Regions from separate parts of the Mus musculus genome. Here region 1 is linked to region 2. A link is a contact called in public HiChIP or PLAC-seq data. All regions are on one chromosome and are shown on one strand. Each heading gives the region's core, a stretch centred on a gene start, on an enhancer-like site or on the middle of the called end of the contact. The rest is flanking DNA. Distances are from core to core; before and after follow the strand shown.

Region 1 (3,912 bases), core at 1,167-3,666, 150 kb before region 2:
GACTTTATTATTTATATTATAATTTATATAATATTTATATTATTTATACACACAGGTATATAGATATATAGTTGTTGTTGTTGTTGTTTTTTCATTAAAAAAGGGAGTGGGACAGTGGTTGCACAAACCTTTAAGCCCAGAACTCAGGAGGGAGAGGCAAGTGGATCTTTGAGTTTGAGGCTAGCAAACTTTTATTTATTTAGCTATTTTGTGGCAGTTGTCTTAGTCATTGTTCCAGTTGCTGTGAAGAAATACCATGACCACAGCAACTTAAATAAATGGAAACATTTAATTGGGGCTGGCTTACAATTTCTAAGGTTCAGTTCATTATCTTCATTTCAGGGAACATTGTGGCAGGAAGACGGAAGTAGTGCTGGAGAGGAGACTGGAGAGAAACACTGGGCCTGTCCCTGTGATGCACTTCTGCCAGCAAGGCCACGCCTCCCAGTCCCTGAAGTGTCACTCCCTGAAGATGAAGCATTCAAATATGAGTCGATGAGAGCCATTCTTGTTCACGTCGCCATAGTTATGGAGGTTGGACCCAGCACTCAAGACTGTTATAAAGAATTTTTGCTTTGGTTTTTGTTGTTGTTGGTTTGTGTTGTTTTTGTTTTCTGGGGGGCGTGGGGTAGAGACAAGGTGCACCCAAGCCTACCCTCAATGACTCAGTGGCTGAGCTGTGTCATCACCAGACCTTTGAAAAGGTTTTGGCCATCATTCTAGCTCTCTCTTGGTGTCTCTGTCTCTCTTTCATGTCCCCTCTCCAAGACTGCCTTTCCCCCTCCCCGTCAATCAATCTGTTGCAGAAGATATGTTGCATGGTGTGATCTTTCCGGTAAACCTTGCCTGTAATCTGCCAAGGTACTCCCATGGCATAAATCCTAACAGTAGTAGTGTTTGCTTTTGAAACAGGGTCTCTATTCCTGATGCCCTTGAACTTGCTATGTAGACCAGACTAGCCTCAAACTCACAAATCCACCTGTCTCTGCCTCTCAGCACACCAGAAGGCAGAGAATGACAGATCTCTGAGTTCAAGGCCAGCTTGGTCTACAGAGTTCTTCCAGGGCTAAGCAGAGAAACTCTGTCTCAACCAAACAAAAAACAAAAATTTGCAAAATTTGAGTGACATTGAAATATGTGAGATTGGCCGGGCGTGGTGGCGCTCGCCTTTAATCCCAGCACTGGGAGGCAGAGTCAGGCGGATTTCTGAGGCCAGCCCGGTCTACAAAGTGAGCTCCAGGACAGCCAGAGCTATAAAGAGAAACCCTGTCTCGAAAAACCAAAAAAAGAAAAAAAAGAAAAAAAAAAAAAAGAAATATGTGAGATTGAAGCCATTCTGGACAGTATAGCAAATTCCAGGCCAGCCAGGGTTTCATAATGAGACCTGTCTCAAAGGGGAAGGGGAGAGAATAAGAAGTAAATTATGAAGATGGGTGAGAGGAGCTGAAGGTATGCAGAGGATGGTGCTCGATTCCCAGAATCCACACGGTGGCTCGAAACCAGGTAGCTCCAGGTCAATAGAGCTGATGCCCTCTTCTGGCCTCCGGGGGCGCATAACCTGCTGGTAAAATACTCCCCATGTAAAGTAGAGTTTCATGCTATTTTTCTTTCTGGGCTTAGCAGTGTTCCAAGGGGCCTGAAATGGGGTGGCCTGTAATAGCCCCAAGGTCCCAGGGCCCTCAGTATTTGTGTCCCTCACCCCTTGTGGAGTAAAGGTTGAGCAATGGCCCAGGATAGGTGCCTTAGTTAATGGTCAGACTGGATCCTAGAAGCCAACAGGCCTGGCCTAAAGTAAACACAAAGTAAACACGCCCTGACACAAAGCTGGGAGGCGGGCGCAGAGGCTCGGCCAGGTGCGAGTGGGCTGTCACGGAAGGAGGCAGTGAAGTTCATTAGCCTCCTCATTTGGGGCAAAGCGAATCCGTGTGGTGACACACAATTGTCTTGGAGGATTTAAGGGGATTTGCCTGAGTGTCCCGGTGGGCCCCTAGCCTCCTCCTAATCCAGTCCACATTTCAGACTACTTAGGAACGCATTAAATGTCAAAGCCGGCGTTTAGGAAAATATCTACATTTCGTATGCAACGCCCGGGTCAAAAGAAAAGCCAAACCGACGAACCTTCCAGCTTTTGGCGCAAGAGGCACTCTGTGTGGTCCCCAGTGTGAATGGGGAGGGCCGCGCTCCCCTCCCAGGAATGCAGTCCTTTCTCTAGGGGAAAATGCTAATGCTTTGTTTCTGCCTTGGCTCCCCCAGGCGCGGGGGCGCCCCCGCACGATTGTCACCGCCACATTAGCATGTGAGCAGCCCCTATCCCCACCCACACCCACACCCCCCCCCCCCCAGCTCAGCCCTGATTGGGGACTTCTGGGACCCGGGCAATGGCCAGCTGCCAACAGTCTTACCACAGTCCATATCTCCGCTGAGACCTCAGGAAGCTAACAGGCAACCCTGCAGGTGGGGAGTTTTCACTCCATACGCGTTGATCCTTTAATATACGAGAAAAAACTTTATTGTAGCTGTCCCACCAAGGAAATCAAAATCATTGGAACAGCTGTGGTCCCGCTGCGATCTGTGTCCTTATCACCAGGGTATCCTGCCCACGATGTGACTCTTCACACGACCTCCAAGCTATTCCCAGCGGGGACAGCCGGGAAGGGGTACGGCCAGCCCGCGGGATCCCTCTGGAAAGCAGCAGAGAGGCAGAGTCTCGGGACGCAACCGGGAATCCGCGTGGAGCCCGGGGCGCCGAGCGCCACCTAGCGGCAGCGCGGAACAGCCCAACAAATTTCTTCACTGATTTCTTCCCGTCATCTGTTCCTTTCCACTTTATTCGATTCTATTGATTTTGTTTTAGTTATTTGACTAGTTTGTTTTATACAGCTTTATTTTACTCCTGTCACTTCCGTGGTTGAGTAAATGTATAAGCCATTTCTATCTTTGGCTTTTTTTTTTTTTTTTGGTTTTTTTCCCCATTGTTTAGATTTTAATTTTTACCATAATAACATTACTCAATGTATTTCATTTGCTTCGGTTCCTTGACTTATCTTTGCTCTGTGGGTGAAGGTTTAAGATCCTCTGTACTCTTCTGGCTCTTTTCTGCCTGAGTTTTTGGGGGTTTTTTTGTTTTGTTTTTTTGTTTGTTTTTGTTTTTTGAGACAGGGTTTCTCTGTGTAGTCCTGGCTGTTCTGGAACTCACTTTGTAGACCAGGCTGGCCTCAAACTCAGAAATCCGCCTGCCTCTGCCTCCCAAGTGCTGGGATTAAAGGCGTGCACCACCACCACCCGGCCTGAGTTTTTAAAGAAAGGAAAAATACTGCTTTAGCTAAGTACTCCCAAGTATTGGACAAGGATGATATTTTATGGCTTTATGCCGAGGCTGGGCCAGGCAAGCATCTATTTGGATAAATACCATTGATAAGTATTTCAGCTGGCATTGTGACAAAGGACTGTCTTGCCTGTAGTCCCTGACTAAGGCAGAAGATTGCTCAGAAGTTTAAGCTTGACTGCATGAAACAATGGAGTGAGAATTTGTCTCAAAAATCAAACGACAGGGACTGGAGAGATGAATCTACAGTTAAAAACACTGGCTGGCTGGCTGACTGCTCTTCTAGAAGAACCGGGTTCAATTCTCAGTGCCCACACATCGACTCACAGCCATCTGCAATTCCAGTTCCAAGGGATCCAACGCCCTCTTTTGGCTTCCTCTGGGCACTGGAAGTAGTGCACAGAATACATGCATGCAAAACACCCATACACAAAATATAAATAAAATAAAAATCAAACAAGGCCAGAAAGATGTGGTTGGTTGCCCGTACCTTTAATTCCAGCACTCAAGAGGCAGAGGCAGACAGATCTCTGTGAGTTGCAGAACAGCCGGGGCTACAAAGAAAGACCTTGTCTTCAACAACAACA
Region 2 (3,946 bases), core at 1,146-3,645:
CATGCCCCTGCAAAATGCATGAACGCACATACAGAAAGACCAAAGCGGAGTATGTAAACACATACCCCGCCACACTAGACTGCCAGGCAGACTGGCTTAAAAATAAGACCCTTAAATGATCAGACTACGGCCCTTAAGGTTTCACACTCAAATGACTAGATGGGTGATTTTTGTTGTTTTTGTTTTGTTTTGTTTTTTTCGATACGGGGTTTCTCTGTGTAGCCCTGTTTGTCCTGGAACTCACTCTGTAGACCGGGCTGGCCTCGAACTCAGAAATCCGCCTGCCTCTGCCTCCCAAGTGTTGGGATTAAAGGCATGCACCACCACACCTGGCTTTAGATGAGTGATTCTTGTACATTAGAAAATTTAGAAGACAAATGGAAACAGAAAATAAAAATTGGCCAGTAGATACACCATCCCCCAAATCATACACTGGAAACAGGATAAGCTTTTACCAATGGATGTGAAACGGATCTTACCATTCCAATAGGCAAAATTGGTCCCACCTATAAACATGTACCTACAGAGAAATAAGAGAACACACATACTTCACTGTGAGCCACAGCCACAGGGCTCCCTCTCCCAGTCCTGGGTACTCACAAGTTCACGTTGGCCCCACGGGCAAGCAGGTTATAGAGGGAGGTAGCCAGTGTTTTAGTTTTCACCGTGGAATGGGGTTTACCCCAGTGGTCTAGCCAGCCAGTATAGAACTCAGAATTGATCTGAAAGGGAAAAGGGGTGGTGCTCAGGAGACACTTACAACCTTGAGTTGATGCTGAGGTGTCCCTGTAATGTAGGGAGGGTCCCATGAGGACCTCCAATTACAACAGTATCTATACTGGGTCTCTGAGTGTCCACCAATAGTGACATTTCATCTTACATACTACAACTACAGTCAACCCTCCAAATCCATGGGTTCTGCATTGTAGACCCAACCTATTAACAATCAGAAATATCTGGGGCATGGTTCAACTGGTAGAATGCTTGCCCAGAGTGATTGAAGCCCTGGGTTCCATCTCCAGCCCTGTGATAACTAGGCGTGGGCGGTGCCCACCTGTAATCCCAGGACTCAGGTGGTAGAGGCAGGAGGATTATCAATTCAAGGTACTCTTTTTTTTTTTGGTTTTTCGAGACAGGGTTTCTCTGTATAGCCCCGGCTGTCCTGGAACTCACTTTGTAGACCAGGCTGGCCTCGAACTCAGAAATCCGCCTGCCTCTGCCTCCCGAGTGCTGGGATTAAAGGTGTGAGCCACCACGCCCGGCTCAAGGTACTCTTTAGCTATGTGGTGAGTTGGAGGCCAGCCTGGGCTACATGAGACCATATATTCTAAAAGAAAATGTATTTTTTGAGAAAAACTTTGCATCAGTACTGAACATGTATAAACTCCTCCACCCCTGTCATTATTACCTGAATGATAAATTACTATGACTCTCAGTATAGCATCTATACTGGGTCTGGAACAAGCAACCTAGAGAAGAATTATGCCAAGGACAGGATGTGCAACTTAAATCTATAGGAACCGCATCATCTTACAGGAGGGACTTGGGTATCTCACACCCGATTCTCCGTGGGTATTTTGGGACAACTGGTTCCTAAAGTTTTACCTTTGTCAGTTTTGTCAGCTGGGAATGTCCCACACTCCCTGCCCCTTCCCTCCAATACCAAAACATTTAGTCAGGCAAGGTGGTGTCTTCATAATTAGCAGCTCTGGTCAGACATGGTGGCACATAACTGTTATCTAAGCACTGAGGAAGCTGAGGCAGAATAATTCGGAGTTCAAAGTCAGTCTAGACTGCATAGTTAATCTGAAACTGGAGGCTACCTAGCAAGACTGTATTGGAAACGAAACACAAAACCCAAGGGCTGGGGATGTATCTCAGTGGTAGAGAAATTGCCTACCAGATGTAAGCCCTGTATTCAATACCCGTGTGACAGAGCAAGACAGTGCAGAGGGTACAGCACTCTATAGACCTGGATCTTGCTCTAGAGACCAGGCTAGCCTCGAACTCACAGAGATCTGCCTACCTCTGCCTCCCAAGTGCTGGGGTTAAAGGCGTGTACCCTTGCCTGGCCCATCTTGTATTTTTGATGAGGCTGTTTTGGGTTTAATCAGTATTTAATCCTTTTGATGAAGAATCCAGTGGAAAAGCATCCAATTCTATTCTAGGCCCTGAGGCTCAGATGCCCAGCTAAACTTTCCTGGCTTCTGTTAATCTGCTTGCTTGAGCAATCCTCCCCTGAAGCTGCTAAGAGAGAGAACAGATTTGTTTTGTTTTGTTTTGTTTTTTCCTTTAAAAGCCCCTTGGTCTAAATCCTCAGGGCTACACTGAGGTCACCAAGACCTGAGTGTAGTCCCAGCTAGCTAGAACAAAGACTTTCAACTGGGTATAAACTGTGTCTAAGTGGTTATCTCTGGTAAGATCTGGTGGGCTCTCTGTAACCCTACCCCTAACCCCCTAACCCTAACCCATTAACAACAACAACAGCAAACATCTAGCCCCACATTTATCCATTACGCACAATTCACCCTTTTTGTGTGAATACTGATCTTGAGACCTGCTGGCCAGAAGCAACATCAGTTCAAAGTCAGAATAGAGAAAGGGAACCTGGAGAGGTTCCAGGAAATGGCTCCACCTGCCTGAGCAGGCTCTGCAGTGCAGACCTCCAGCAGAGCCTCTTTTTTTTTTTTTTTTTTTTTTGCAAACAAGGCTTGTTGCAGCAACCTGGAGGGAAGAGCTGCGAATGCAGGCCTGACAGAGGTCCAGGCAGCCCTGGCCTCTTCTCCCAGCAAGCCAGCAGGCTCAGCAGAGCTGCTTATCAAAACTGCAACCTTGCCGCTTCCTGGCTGCTCTGCTCCAGGAACAGTCAGGCCCTCCCAGGCCCAGCAGAATTAATTCCATATTTCAACCAGAGCATCAAGAGCGGGGAGGGGTAAGGGGGTGGGGGGTGGGGGCAGGGTGCAGAAGCTTGCAGAGTTAAGAAACAAGTCTCTCAGCTACAGAAGCTGCTTGGAGGTTAAAAGCCATCCGCTGAGCATGTGGTGACCACACCTTTTATCCCAGCACTTGAGGTAAAGACAGGAAGATCTCTGCGAGTTCAAGACCAGCCTGGTCTACAGATCGAGTTCTATAACAGCCAGGGATACACACAAAGAAATCCTGTCTTGAACCTCCCCCCAGCAACGCCCCCCCCCAAAAAAGTATCTGCTGTTCTTCCAGAGAACTGGATTTCCGTTCTTAGCACCCCACATCAGGCAGCTCCAGGGGATCCTACATGCCATTTTGGTCTCAGAGAGCACCCACACATGTGCATTGTACACAGACATCATCATCACCACCATCACCATCATCACCATCATCACCACCATAATAGTAGTAATAAAATAAACCTTAAAGAATACACATGTGAACCAGATCCTGTCCCAGCCATGTCTAGGCTCCTCAGGTCAGAGCAACTGGCCTTTGCTCCCTGGAGAGGTAGCTCAGTTAGAGCACCAGCCTTCCTTCGGGTGCAGAAAGCATCTGGGTGCGAGTTACCACGTAAAGCTGGGTGTGGCAGTGCACACTTAGTCCCAGAGGCTGAGAATCATCGGAAGCAGGAGTCTCAGGAGTTTAAGGTCAGCCTCCATTACACACTGAGTTCTGAGCCTCTGGGCTACCTGAGATCCAGTGGGGAGAGAGGAGAGAAAAGGAAAAAAACAAAACAAAAAACCAAAAAAACCAAGAGAGCCGAAGCCAGTCCTGGCCAGTCCTGGTTCTCTGCATCTCCTTCACTCGCGTGAAGAGCTTTAGTCTCCAAACTGGAGCACCAATCCAGCTGTCACTCAGGAGTCAGGAAGGGCTACGTTCCCTTCTGCCCCAGTCCCATCAGCTGCTGATCCCAGAGCCAAAAATAAAAAATAAACCACCAAAGATGGACCCATTCTCTTCTGCAGCCTGCCTCCTC

Evidence for each region. HiChIP or PLAC-seq counts read pairs in DNA pulled down with a chosen protein or histone mark.
Region 1: a contact with region 2 is called in an H3K27ac HiChIP or PLAC-seq map of embryonic stem cells, with 32 read pairs. The contact joins two enhancer-like sites. A contact is called at or near these places in 1 of 15 datasets of contacts at CTCF or cohesin (CD8 T cells), 4 of 484 Hi-C or Micro-C datasets (CD4 T cells, cranial neural crest, female germline stem cell-derived STRA8 germ cells and 1 more), 12 of 115 datasets of contacts at active chromatin or transcription factors (embryonic forebrain, embryonic stem cells, epiblast stem cells and 5 more) and 1 of 9 other capture datasets (embryonic stem cells).

Annotation. Positions count from the first base shown.
Region 1 is chr9:114,582,770-114,586,681 of GRCm38.p6, reverse strand. It overlaps Cnot10 (CCR4-NOT transcription complex, subunit 10), which reads left to right. Exons shown (of 20, transcript NM_153585.5): 20 at 343-808. Among named protein-coding and RNA genes, the nearest start is that of Trim71, 20 kb to the right of the region's middle. Within about 2 kb of position 2,416, at least 138 of the 459 cell types and tissues checked have an H3K27ac peak or open chromatin away from gene starts, as enhancers often do. A contact at or near this core is called in embryonic stem cells, where this site is marked.
Region 2 is chr9:114,434,515-114,438,460 of GRCm38.p6, reverse strand. Glb1 (galactosidase, beta 1) reads right to left here. Exons shown (of 16, transcript NM_009752.2): 8 at 601-722; 9 at 480-520. Among named protein-coding and RNA genes, the nearest start is that of Gm30254, 25 kb to the left of the region's middle. Within about 2 kb of position 2,395, at least 13 of the 459 cell types and tissues checked have an H3K27ac peak or open chromatin away from gene starts, as enhancers often do. A contact at or near this core is called in embryonic stem cells, where this site is marked.